2 separate regions of the Sus scrofa genome follow, and region 2 is linked to region 1. A link is a contact called in public HiChIP or PLAC-seq data. All regions are on one chromosome and are shown on one strand. The core of a region is the stretch at or near the end of the contact, and the rest is flanking DNA. Distances in the headings are between cores, read along the strand shown. Region 1 holds the start of FLOT2 (flotillin-2). Region 2 holds the start of PHF12 (PHD finger protein 12).

Region 1 (6,287 bases), core at 1,823-4,322:
TTTTTTAAGCTGACCATAGCATATGAGTTCAGGCTAGGGTCCAATCAAGCTGTAGCACCAGCTACGCACAGCACCTGAGATCCGAACCGATCTGTGACTACCATAGCTACAGCAACGCTGATCTTACACTGACAGAGCAGGATTGAACTGATCTCATGCTGTAGTCAGTGTTAACACTGAGCCATAAGATCTGATTTTTTTTTTTTTTTTGCTTTTTAGGGCCACACCTGCAGCATATGGAGGTTCCCAGGCTAGGGGTCAAATTGGAGCTACAGCTGCTGGCCTACACCAGAGCCACAGCAACACAGGATCCTTAACCCACTGAGCAAGGTCAGGGATTGAACCTGCATCCTCATGATTACTAGTCAGACTCGTTTCCACTGCACCACAACAAGAACTCCTCGAAAATGATTTTTAAGGTAACTACAACAAAGCAACAAAGGCAGTACAGTAGGAAAATATTTGCTAATACTACCGAGGATTGTTGTTGACATTAATAATCATAAGAAACACTAAATTTCCGTTAAAGTTAGTGTCAATAAAAATGTACTCCCCCCAATCCAAAGATCTCTAAATTCTTTCTACAAACCCCAGGTTAAGAACTTCTGATCTACTGTGGAGATGAGAGAAAGGTGTATGGTATTTAGATTCTCCTTTTAAATTCCCAAGAGTAGAAACAGAGGAAAAGGTTTTGTATTACATAATTAAGGAGGGAAGTTAGACAAGAAGAACCTTTTTTTTTTTTTTTTGCCTTTTTGCCATTTCTTGGGCTGTGCGCTTGGCATATGGAGGTTCCCAGGCTAGGGGTAGCCACCGGCCTACACCAGAGCCAGAGCAACACGGGATCCAAACTGCGCCTGTGACCTACACCACAGCTCACGGCAACGCCAGACCCTTAACCCACTGAGTGAGGTCAGGGATCGAACCCACAACCTCATGGTTCCTAGTTGGATTCGTTAACCACTGCACCACGATGGGAACTCCCAAACCTCCAGACTTTTCAAGTGAAAAAGATAATGGTGAACTGTATCAGCATCCTCCTTCTGAAAGTGGGCTGTGTGAGATACCCCTGGACTTAGAGGCAGGCTCAGGTAACCAGGTGGGGGCAGGGCAGGGAGGCCACGAGTACAAGGGAGCTGCATCTTAGCATGATTATGTCAAATCCCAAGGTTCTATTATGCCGGGCATTATCTCTCTCTCTTCTCTTCCACCCTCCCTTGACTCCAGCACTCTTAATTCTCAGCACGCCTCCTCTCCACACCATTAAAACAGCTTCTAAGCCAGCCCTGCTTTGGCCACTGGCCAGGGGACCAGGTTCCTGGCAACTGGAAGGCACAGTGCAGGGTTTCCTCCTGCCTCCAGTCTCAAGGGTCTCTACAAGGACGAGAGCGGAGATTTTGTCTCCTTGGCCCAGAGTCTGGGCTTCTAGAAAGAAACTCCACAAGCAAAACCAAGTGCAGTGTGGCTCAGATTGGGGTTTCTACAAGCTTCTCTAGGGGTGGGGGCTGGGAGACTGGCCCAGGTCTTTTGTTTTTGTTTTTATGGCTGTACCCAAGGCATATGGAAGTTCTCTGGCCAGGGATTGAATCCAAGTCACAGCTGCGACCTATGCCACAGCTGCAGCAATGCTGGATCCTTAAACCCACTGTGCCTGGATGGGGCTCTAACCTGTGCCTCCACAGCGACTTGGGTGGCATTCTTGACCCATTGCACCAAGGCAGGCGGGAACCCCTGGCCCAGGTCTTACAGAGGTGTAGGTTTGGCCTCAGTGCTCTCTGGGGGTCTCCCTAGTGACCTTACGGCTAGCTCTGGTTTTCAGGGAGGTAAAGAATCTTAAATTCCCCCACAGGGGTAAGGTCTTAGTGAGGGAGAGTGGGGATTTCCTGTCCCAGGGAAATCAATTTTGAGATCCACACTGAGCCAGAGGCCATGTTCTGGGGTGAAAGTTTCCAATGGATTCATCACACCTCTCAAAGGTGGACAGCTTCCTGCCCTGGCCCAGCACACCCTCTTCTGCTCAATTCTAGAGCCAGCCCTAACGACTCTGTGCACAGGCGGAGAATCCACACTGACAGTGGGAAGTAAAGACAGGAGGGATTCCTGCAGCTACAGGCCTCCAAGCTGTCAGGAAACAGGCCCTCTCCCCAGCACCTGTGAGCTTGGGCTGCACAAATTGATGGCTTGAAAGGCTCCAGCCTCTTCCTCAAATTCCCAAATATACAACATACACAGCAGCCTTAGGACAAGATCCCTCTCATCTCCCCAATACTGCAGTCCCCCGGCCCCACCTAAGCTCACAGAAATTCTGGAGCCTGCAGCATTTTGCAACCTGAGCGACACAGCCCAGAGCCCGGTTTCGCAACCTGTAGAGGCCGCACCCGCGTTTCCCAGGCGGGCAGTGCCAATAAACCAGCACGCCCCAGCCTGCTGGGAATTAACGGGTCTGTGCCCAGATGGGCACCTGCCTTCCAAGGCTGCGTGACCCACCCTAGTCCCGGGCGCTGGCATCCAGCCAAACTGTGTTCCCGGAACCCCAAGGCTTCAGTTCAGGACCCCCTAGGCCACAGGGGCGACCCTGCTAGGGGAGGAGACGAAGGAAGGAGGGAATAAACACCGGCAAACACGCAGCGGGGGAAGGCGGGGGGAGAGCCCGGCGAGTGCCCGAGAACGCGGGGCAGGAAGGTGGAGCACAGGGGTCCCTCCTGAAAGGGTCTCAGGTGCGGCCCGGGAAGCCGCGGACTCAGGCCCCACCTCCCGCGCTGCCCCCCACCCGCGGAGCCCCTCCCCGTCCGCTGCCCAGCCCGGTCCCCGCCCTCCCGGGCACGGCCCCCCGCCCCAAACGTCTCCGGCCCCCCTCCCCCGCCGCCCCCTCACCTGAAACCACCAGCGCCTCGTTGGGCCCCACCGTGTGGCAATTGCCCATGGCGCCGGAGGGACGGAGGGCCCTCGGGGGGCCGCCGAGACCTGGACAGCAGCAGCGGGCCCGCACCGCCGGCCGCGCCCAGCCTATCCCGCCACCCCCAGCGGCCGCCCGCCGGCGCCCCTCCGCGGCCGCAGCCTCGCCGGAAGTGTGGCGGCGGAGGGCGGGGCCGGCGTGTGGAGGGAGGCGGCCCGAGCCAGGCTGTCAACACGCTCGATTTTAATTTTCAAAGTATTTGGCCCAGCCTGCCCGGCCTGTGGAAGTTCCCAGGCCAGAGATCGAACCCGGGTCGCAGCAGTGACAACGCAGGATCCTTAACCTGCTGTGCCATCAGGGAGCTCTTCAAGTGGTTGTATTACACAGAGCTGGCATCGTGGGGGCTCGGCCCTCAAGCAGTCCTGAAGGCGTTCCTTGGGGAGCCTGGATAACAACTGCCACGCCCCGCCTCGCCTCCCAGCACCCACCTTACAGGGGTGGGCCCTGGAGTCAGCCCGCCTGGGCCTGGGCTCCGATCTCAGTCCCTGCTCTTTCTAGCGGAGATCCGGAACGAGTTCCCTCTCTGGCTGCCTAGTCCCGCCTCTGGAAAGTGGGAATAATGTAACTAGGTGATCGCAAAGGGCACAACTGAACAATTCTCCATACTGATGGTGCATCAGATTAAAAATGCCCAGGCCTCCATCATCCAGGGCTGAGTGTTCCTCAGGGTAGAGCCTGGAGATAAGAAATTCAAATTCCTGAGGAGCAGCATCTGGCACAACCGCCCCCCCTCCCCGCCCCCCGGGCTTACTGTCACTCTCAGGAAGAAATCATCACCCTTTATTTCCTTCAACCAGGAAAAGAGCTCTCCAGGACATATACCTTGAAGCCCCCACAAAGTGACCATGGAGGTAAAAATCTCAACCACCTCAGTGTCCAGTGCATGACCATAGCCTGGTACATGGCTAAGGCTTTCAAGGATCACCCAGAGCCTTAGAAAGCTTCCCAGCCCGGAGGTTAGGAGGCTTGGGGCTCTGGTTCAGCTTTAACTGGAATTCGGCGTGTGACCTTGGACAAGTCTGGTGAACTCTGAGGGCTGGTGTAGGGTTCAGAAGCTGCGGGCTCCTCAGGGTGGGGGCTGCTCAGAGAAGATGGGACTCCTGGGTCCACAGGCTGGGGCTCTTCATCAGATTCAGCATCTTCCCCTGGCTCAAGCCCTGCCAGCCTTTTGCTGGCCTCCCACAGCCGATGGGCTGCCCGGTCGTCTCTGGCGGCTGGGGGCACCTCTTCCACATGGCAGTTGGCAAAGTATCTCCCACTGAGGGGCTCAATGCCCTCCTGCAGAGCGCAGTACAGAGGTGTCTGGGCACCCCCTCGTGGTGCCCGCAGCACCAGCCAAGCCAGTGGGCACAAAAGTGGGCGTAGCCATCTGGGAACGTGGCGTAGGAACAACTCTGAGTTGACGGGACCTGGGAACAGGAAGAAAGGAAGGAGAGGGAGAAGAGTGGGTAAGGGCTCATGGTAAAAGCAGCAAGAACAGGGTTAGAAGGGAGGAGGGAACAGAGTCCAATTCCAGGGGAACCAGGGTAAGATTTACCAGGCATTCAGGGCCCCACAAGCCAAGCTAACTCATTTCTTTTTCTTTTTTTTTTTTTTTTTTTTTTGTCTTTTTAGGGCCACACCTGTGGCATAAGGAAGTTCCCAGACTAGGGGTCAAATTGGAGCCACAGCAACTGCCAGATCCACGCCTCAACTGCAACCTACACCACAACTCATGGCAACGCAGGATCCCTAACCCACTGAGCAAGGCCAGGAATCGAACCTGCATCCTCATGGATTCTAGTTGAGTTCCTTAACTGCTAAGCCACAATAGGAACTCCCAACATAACTCATTTCTAACAGCAAGCTGCCTCTTCTCCGTCCAAACTCCTTATAAATCCTCATCTTCCAGATTTTGATTATGCTGTGTCTCTAGCCTGGAACAATTCTGTCTCTCTCCACCTTTTCTACTAGCTCAAGTCCTGTTCCTCTGTTTAAACATCAAACATTTATTCACACCTATTGTAGACCAGCCCCTGTTTTGGATATTAGAGCTATGGAGTATAGTAAAGGTTAGCTGTAATTACTATTGTCTCATTATAATTATTAATATGTCTTATGCAATGACTGTCTGAAATGCAATACGGGAGAGAGGAGTTCTCGTTGTGGCACAGTGGAAATGAATCCTACTAGGAACCAAGAGGTTGCGGGTTCGATCCCTAGCCTTGCTCAATGGGTTAAAGATCTGGTGTTGCCATGAGCTGTGGTGTAGGTCGCAGACGCGGCTCCGATGTGATGTTGCTGTGGCTGTGGTGCAGGCTGGCAGCTGTAGCTCTGATTCGACCCCTAGCCTGAGAACCTCCATATGCTGTGGGTGTGGCCCTAAAAAGCAAAAAAAAAAAAAAAAAGGGTGGGGGAAGAGTTCCCTGGTGGCCTAGTGGTTAAGGATTTGGTGTTGTCACTGCTATGGCTTGGTTCCATCCCTAGCCTAAGGAAATTCTGCATGCTGTGGGCATGGCCAAAACCAAAATTTAAAAATAAATTCATGGGAGTTCCCGTCGTGGCGCAGTGGTTAACGAATCTGACTAGGAACCATGAGGTTGCGGGTTCGGTCCCTGCCCTTGCTCAGTGGGTTAACGATCCGGCGTTGCCGTGAGCTGTGGTGTAGGTTGCAGACGCGGCTCGGATCCCGAGTTGCTGTGGCTCTGGCATAGGCCGGTGGCTACAGCTCCGATTCGACCCCTAGCCTGAGAACCTCCATATGCCGTGGGAGCGGCCCAAGAAATAGCTATAAAAAAGACAAAAAAAAATAAATAAATAAATTCATGATGGTAATATGTGTAGGGCAGATCTTGTTATCCTGTAACCTGTTCCCTAAAGGCAAGGATGAGGTTATTCATCAGTGAAATGATTCAGATTATAAGACAAAATGCTTACAGTGGCCGCTCAGACCCTAGGTGACCCAGCCCATGTCTATATGTCATGTCTTGCCACTCTCCCCCTCTTACTCTGTTCCAGACACACCAGGCTCCCTGTTCTTTCTCAAACACTTCTGCCTCAGGACCTTTGCACTGGCTTTTCTTTTACTCTTCTCCCCAGAAAGCCTCATGGCTTATTTTCTCATTTCCTTGAGTCTCTTCTCAAATGTCACCTTTTCAGATGTCTTCCTTGACTGCCACAGATAAGATAGCTTCCCCTCTCCTATCATTTCTTATTTCCTTTTTTTTTTCTTCTTTTTACAGCCACACTTATGGTATATGGAAGTTCTCAGGGCTACGGGTCAAATAGAAGCTGTGCTGCCAGCCGACACCACAGCCACAGCCATGCCGGCTATGAGTTGCATCTGCAACCT
Region 2 (6,287 bases), core at 2,756-5,255, 54 kb after region 1:
TCTAGAACGTTTTATGATTTATATAACTACCCAGATAAGTCAAGGCATCTTCAAAGAGGGCACTAGAGATGTGAAATAAACCCTACCTCATATACTAGCATTCTCAAATCTCTGTTTACCAGTTCCCATTCATGCTCTTAAAAAAAAAAAAAAAAAAAAAAAAAAAATTCAATGAAATGCAGCCTGGGCAAGCCCAATCTCACCAACAGCTAAAAGCCCCTCCTTCTCCCCTACCAGCTAAAATAGAAACTATAAATTGTTACAACTTGAGGAGACTTGGACTCACCCAATTCAAAAATTCAGAGACTAAGTTTCAGAGTTTAAAAAGCCCAGTCTCAGGCAAAGCAGCACATTTTCCCTATGCCTGAGGTTTCTGGTAAACAATTTTGGCTTTATTAAACAAATGATAATAAAGAGCTTACAAAATTCTCACTCACTAGAGGAACCACCTTTCTTAGTTAACACTAACTTCACTATAGAGGTAAAACATTAACCCACATTTTATTTATTTTTCTTCCTTTTTTTGGCCACGCCCACAGCATTCAGAGGTTCTGGGACCAGGGACTGAACCTAGGCCACAGCAGTGACCTGAACCATAGCAGTGACAACACCCGATCCTTAACCCACTACATCACCAGGAACTGTTTAACTCAAATTTTAAACCAAGAAGTCTACTATTCAGTCTTAGTATCTATCAAATGAGCACAATAAAAAATGTAAACAACAGGGACTAACTGGGTACGCAAATACAACCCGTTCGAATACAAATCTCTTCTGTGCTCAAGAACAACACAGGAAACTTGACAGATTTTTTCTTTCCAGGTGGATTACACCTATTAGGCTGCAAAGGCTAAAAACCACAGACCCTTCCTGCTAGTATTAGTCACTTCATAACAAAAATTTTAAGCCAAAGCTTCCTTCCGGATAATCGTTTTTGTCCCTGCAACACTGCAAGCCAAGATGGGGTGCCCTCCTGGGCAAAAGAACCCTGTGAATGGTAATGAGAGTTTCATACATAACTTCTGACCACAGACTTAATTTGCCCAGTATCACTTATCTGTCTAATAAGTGTTCCAAAACCAGCAATTAGTACAAATATAAAGCAGGCACTATTCCACCAACCGAGAGAGAGAATGTAAGTGGAACTGTGCAGAGTGCTTATGGAAAACCTCTTTTTTAAAACAACAACAACAACAACAACAAACCCAGAGAGCTAAAAAAGGCAACGCAAAAACGGGTGGGAACAAATACAACAGCCCCTCTCCTTCCCGCTCTCTCTCCAGCCATCTCCTCTCACCAAGGTCTGCTTTAGTATACTGCTGCTGAACAACAGAACAAGACTCATTAGAACAAGATGCAATCGGGGTACCGGCGCAAAGGTGGGATTATTTTTTTGTGGAGGGCGGTGGAGATTTCTCCAGGCAGAAGCTGGAGTGTAAACTCTGCTTGGCCGGATTGTTCTGGGCTGAACTGCAGAGGAGGATCAAGCAACGGGCGACCAACCCTAGTCCTTCCCTCCCTCTTCAGTCTCTCCCCTCCCCTCGCTTTCAGTCGGGAGGGGGTGGGAAGCGCACAGCTTTCCAGCTCTCCGCTCCTTAAAACGCTCTCGCGGAGCCACCGCACATAATCCTGCCCCGGCAGCAGAGAATTTTGCAGCGAAGGGTTCGCCGATCCGGAGCGGAGAAGTGAAATCCGCGCCCAAGGGCAATTTTAATTGTCTAACCCGGCCCGATTTCCTAAGAGGCGGCAGCGCGGGGAGGGGAGGGAAGAGGGAGGCAGCTCCGAGAGGCAACAGGGGGCAAGCGGCGGCAGAGAAAGGGGACCAAAGCGGCAAGATCTCAGCCCCGGCCCCGGAGAAGCTTCTGCAGAAAGGACTCCGAGGCTACCACCACCGTTCCCCGGGAGACGTTTGAAAATCATATATGCAGCCAAAATGGCGCTGAGAATAAAAATATAATTTAAAGGCAGGTCGCCATATTGTAAACAGAGAGGCACAGAAGAGGCGGACTCGAGAGACACCCTCCATGATTTCTTCCACGGCCCAGAGCGCCCGGGCGCCGGGTCCGGCGGGCCTGGACCAGGGCGGCCAAGGGCTCCTGCGCACCCACCCCGAGGACAGCCCAGCCCGGCAGCAGCCCGAGGGCGGCGGGCGCGCGGGCAGGAGAGCGGCGCAGGGCCCGGAGCTCCTCCCCTTCCTCCCCCGCCACCGCCGGCCGAGCCCTGCCGGCTCGGTCCCGGCTCCCCAGCGACTTCCAATCCCAGATGGGGCTCTCCTCACTCCTCCCAACCCCCACCTCGGGGTCCGGACCCACCGCTGCTCCTCCCCCTCGAACGGCCGGATCCGGGCAGCACCTGGGGGCGGGGAGGCGCTCGCCCCAGCGGCTGCAGAAAGTCAGCTAGCGGCTGCAAACGCCCGTTATTTCGGCAGGCTGGGGTAGGCCGGGTGAAGGAATGTGCCGAGAAGGGTCCTTCAAGGGGCTACAGAGGGGTCCCCAGACCTTACCAGCACTGGAGGTGGAAGGCGGCCGGGCAGTGATCACAGCACAGGAGATCCCCCCCTTCTTTGCAGCTATCGCAGCTGTCGTGGTTGGTGGCCCTGCCGCTTCTCCGGGGCTCCTTCTCTGGCTTCCGACTCCGCTTTTCTGCCTCGTCCGCCTTGGGGGGAGCCAGCAGAGCCTGGATTTGCTGCACACACATACAAATGGCGTGTGTGCACACTCGGAGCTCCCGGGCGGTCCGTCGCCCCCCCGGCGCAGCTTCTCTGTCACCCACCCTTCTCCCCCCTTTTGTCCTTCTTCCTCCCATCCAGGCTGCTCCCAGAACCTCTCAGCCCCCGGAACAGGGGAGCCCACCCTAACCGCGTTCCTGCAGCACAACAACGAGAACGGCTTCTTCCAAATGGGGAGGATCAGGGTAGGGGGGATGGGGAGAGGGTGTGCGGTTCCCTTCTCGCCACTTCCTTGTATGGACAGTGGGGGACTCCAAAGCGAGGCTCGGGAGAGGCCTGAAGCTCGGTACCCGGACGTGCTGGGGGAAGCACAAAGGGGCCGACAAGAAGGGGGTGGGGAGGCCCGCCGGTGCAACGCGATGGAGTGGGTTGGCGCTTCGGGAGAGCGAATCGAGGGCGGCGGGTAGGTGAAACTGCTGCAAACGTCCTCGGCGGCTGAGCTCAGCCCCCCGAGTTGCAAAGATGGGAGGGAGCGTCTGGGTGAGAAGAGCCCCCCCCCTTCCCCGGCCCTCTTGCGCTGCGAGCTCAGGACCGGCTTTGTGGGGCGGAGGGCGGAGGTTCTCTACTGGCGCTAGGGAAAAGAAATGAGGAGGGCCACTCTTACCTCCATCAGCCCCCCCGACGTGTCCAAGTCGTACACGATCGTCTTGGTCTCCATTTTCTCCCACATTCATCCACCTCCCGGGCTGGGCGCTCTCTGCTCCGGCCCCCCCAACCCCGGGGGGAGGGGGTAGCGGGGGGAGGGGGCGCTCCTGACCCCGGCCCCCCTTCTTTTTTACCAACACGGGTCCCGACTTCTTCGCCCTGGCTCCCCCCACCCCCCGGCCCCCAGTCCCCGGGACGACAGCGTCCTCCCACGGGCCGTGAGGGGGAGCGGCCCCTCAGCCCCGGCCCGGCGGCTGGCTGCACGGTGGGTCCCGGCTCCGGGGGTCAGGCCTCGGCGGGGCCTAGTCCCACAGGCTAAAGCCGGCGCTGGCGACCGCTGGTCCGGCCGGGAAGGCTGGCGGGCGCTGCCATCCCGGGGCTGGGGGGATCGGAGGGGGGGTGAGAGGTTAGGTGAGGTTGTGGTACGTGAGGTGACTGCGGGGAGGGTGATGGGGGGTGGTCCCCGGGCTCCGCCTCTCGCCGCTGCCGCCGTCTGCGTCCCGGCTGCCGCGCACTTGGCGCAAACTTACCGCGAGCGCCCGCAAAGCCACCCGCGCAGGCGCCCCGGGATCGCCGCTCGCCGCGCGCAACCGCAGTGACAGCCGGCGGCCGGGCTCCCGCGCAGCCGCAGTGAGGGGGTACCCCCCAGCGCGCAGCCGCGCTGGCATTCGTCTGGAGCACCGAAGCCCCGCCTTTCTGCCCTGCGCCAGCGTACTGAGGTAAAAGGGCGGGACCTGAGGTCTCGCGCAGGCGCCTGGGCGAGCTGGTAAGGGTCATAGCGCAGCCGCAGGAACAGGAGGACCCTTCATCCATTGGAGTTTGTGAATAGCCCAAGAGCACCCGGTTCCCGCGCAGGCGTGTTAAGGATGCTCCCCTCTCGCCCCACAACAACGCAGCCGGCTCCCGCGCAGGCGTGTTGTTACCTGTAGGCCCTCACAAGAGTGCTTATACTTTCGCCATTTTGGTAATGATATATAGGCTATCGTGTCCTTGGAGTCCTTAGGCATGAACAGAAAGGAGCAAAGTGTAGTGCTGGCTGGACTGATAGGCCGTACTCCTAAGGATGTCGTACTGGACTGTCAGGTTCCAGCGTCAGGTGTGGCTGGACCAGGCGCCATATTGGTAAAGATAAAAGAAAAGCCATTGCAACGGAAAACGATGTTTTCGGTGTCGGGTTGGATGGCTACTGTTCCCAATTCCCTCCCGATCCCGACAGTAAATTTTAGCTTGAGCATGCTTGCCTTTGCTAGTGATGGCACCATGGAGAGCTCTCCGTTACGACTTGACCACTATCTCTGAGAACCACTCTCCGAAAGGAAGCCAAAAGCGAAGTTTGTAATGCTGACAACGCCCAGCTACCTGCCTACTGTGGACTTCAATTCCCAGTTTGCAACGCGCAAAGGGGCCAAAGGGCGAACGGGAGCGCATTGCACCCTGGAAGCAAGAATCGCGATGGGTCTGGTGGATTGTGGGAGCCGTAGTTCCATGTGCGTGCGATGCAGTGTGCAGTAGGATGAACTGGGGGAAGAGTGATTTGCCTGCCCGGAAGAGATACTTTTTATAGCTTCAGTGTGGTATGCTGGGATTTGTAGTCTGAAGGCCTCACTGAAATTCTGGGCAGGACTTCAGCTCCCTCCTCTGTGATCGCCCTCCCCTTGGTCTCATCTTCGGAGATGGCCTGTTGTCTCTGCCTGACTGTTGATGGAGCGAAGGAGAAGGGAGTGGCATCATTGTGCCTGACACTAGGCATTTAGTTGGCGTTTTTACCAGATATCCTGGGCAGGTAGCCTGGTTCACTTTTGATGTTAAGGTATCCTTAGCATTCTCAGAAACCTAAAACTGGAAAGGGTTTAAAGAGCATCTGTATTAATCCCCTCATTTCCAGAGGCACAGAGAAGAGTAGTGATTTGCATATTTCACATAATGCATTTATGGCAGACCTAGGAATGAAAAAGATTTGATTCCCAAGTTAGGACACTATCTATCTGCCTGTGAGGAGATGCTGCTTCTTTTGGGATGATAAAGTGGATAGGGTAAGGATGTCCATATGTGGTCTTAGGTTTCTGTTTCTCTGACTTTCCTAATGATCCTGTTGGTGCCTGGAAAGAACACTAAGGTCCTGGGCCTTATTGATCAAAGGATATGTAGATCGGCCCTTTCTGTCCTCTACCAGCCTCAGCAAACAAGAATTTTTTTGTCTTTTAGGGCGGCACTCCCAGCATGTGGAAGTTCCCAGTCTAGGGGTAAAATTGGAGCTGTTGCCACTGGCCTACACCACAGCTACAGCAATGTGGGATCTGAATCCTACACTGCAGCTCCCAGCAAGACTGGATCCTTAACCCAGTGAGCAGGGCCAGGGATCAAACTTGCATCCTCATGGATGCTAGTCGGGTTCGTTACCACTGAGCCACAATGAGAGCTCCCAAACAAGACTCAATGATTGTGGGCCAGAGATGTGGCCCTCAGAGAGAGAGGAGGGGAGAGCTAGAAGTATGAAAGTGGCTGAACCTCATCCCTTCTGAGGCTGTATTTCACACCCTCACAAATGGATACATCATGTGCCCTCACCGCCCTGGCTTCCTTCCTATTGCTCAGGGCCCAGCTGTGCTGCTGTGTCAGCCTGAAGGTATTGTGGGGCAGATAAGTAAGCCAGTGGCACATGCCCAATGAGCAAGGCCTTGCTTTGATCAATACCATCATTGCAGTTAAGAACAGAAATAGGCATTAGTGGGCTAATGAGGAAAGTAACACTTGATCTGTTGACAAGTGCCAGAGAAACTAATCACATCACACACCTTCCTCTTAGAACTTGGAGGGTAAGGTCCCATTGGGGCCAGTAGTTGTGCCACCTTGGAGAGCTCCAGCCCTGGCTATTCAAGGAGGATAAAGGGAGAACAAGCAGATGGGATACAGA

What was found. HiChIP or PLAC-seq counts read pairs in DNA pulled down with a chosen protein or histone mark.
Region 2: an H3K27ac HiChIP or PLAC-seq map of alveolar macrophages shows a contact between it and region 1. The contact joins the promoter of PHF12 here to the promoter of FLOT2 in region 1. A contact is called at or near these places in 9 of 47 Hi-C or Micro-C datasets (blood, fetal heart ventricle, heart right ventricle and 2 more) and 2 of 2 datasets of contacts at active chromatin or transcription factors (alveolar macrophages and skeletal muscle).

Annotation. Positions count from the first base shown.
Region 1 is chr12:45,117,431-45,123,717 of Sscrofa11.1, forward strand. FLOT2 (flotillin-2) reads right to left here and starts at 3,073. Exons shown (of 11, transcript XM_021067496.1): 1 at 2,875-3,073. The coding sequence starts at 2,923. DHRS13 (dehydrogenase/reductase SDR family member 13) reads right to left here. Exons shown (of 5, transcript XM_021067495.1): 5 at 3,716-4,365. The coding sequence ends at 3,914.
Region 2 is chr12:45,170,750-45,177,036 of Sscrofa11.1, forward strand. It overlaps PHF12 (PHD finger protein 12), which reads right to left and starts at 4,006. Exons shown (of 16, transcript XM_005656997.3): 1 at 3,904-4,006; 2 at 3,333-3,752; 3 at 2,504-2,685. The coding sequence starts at 3,398.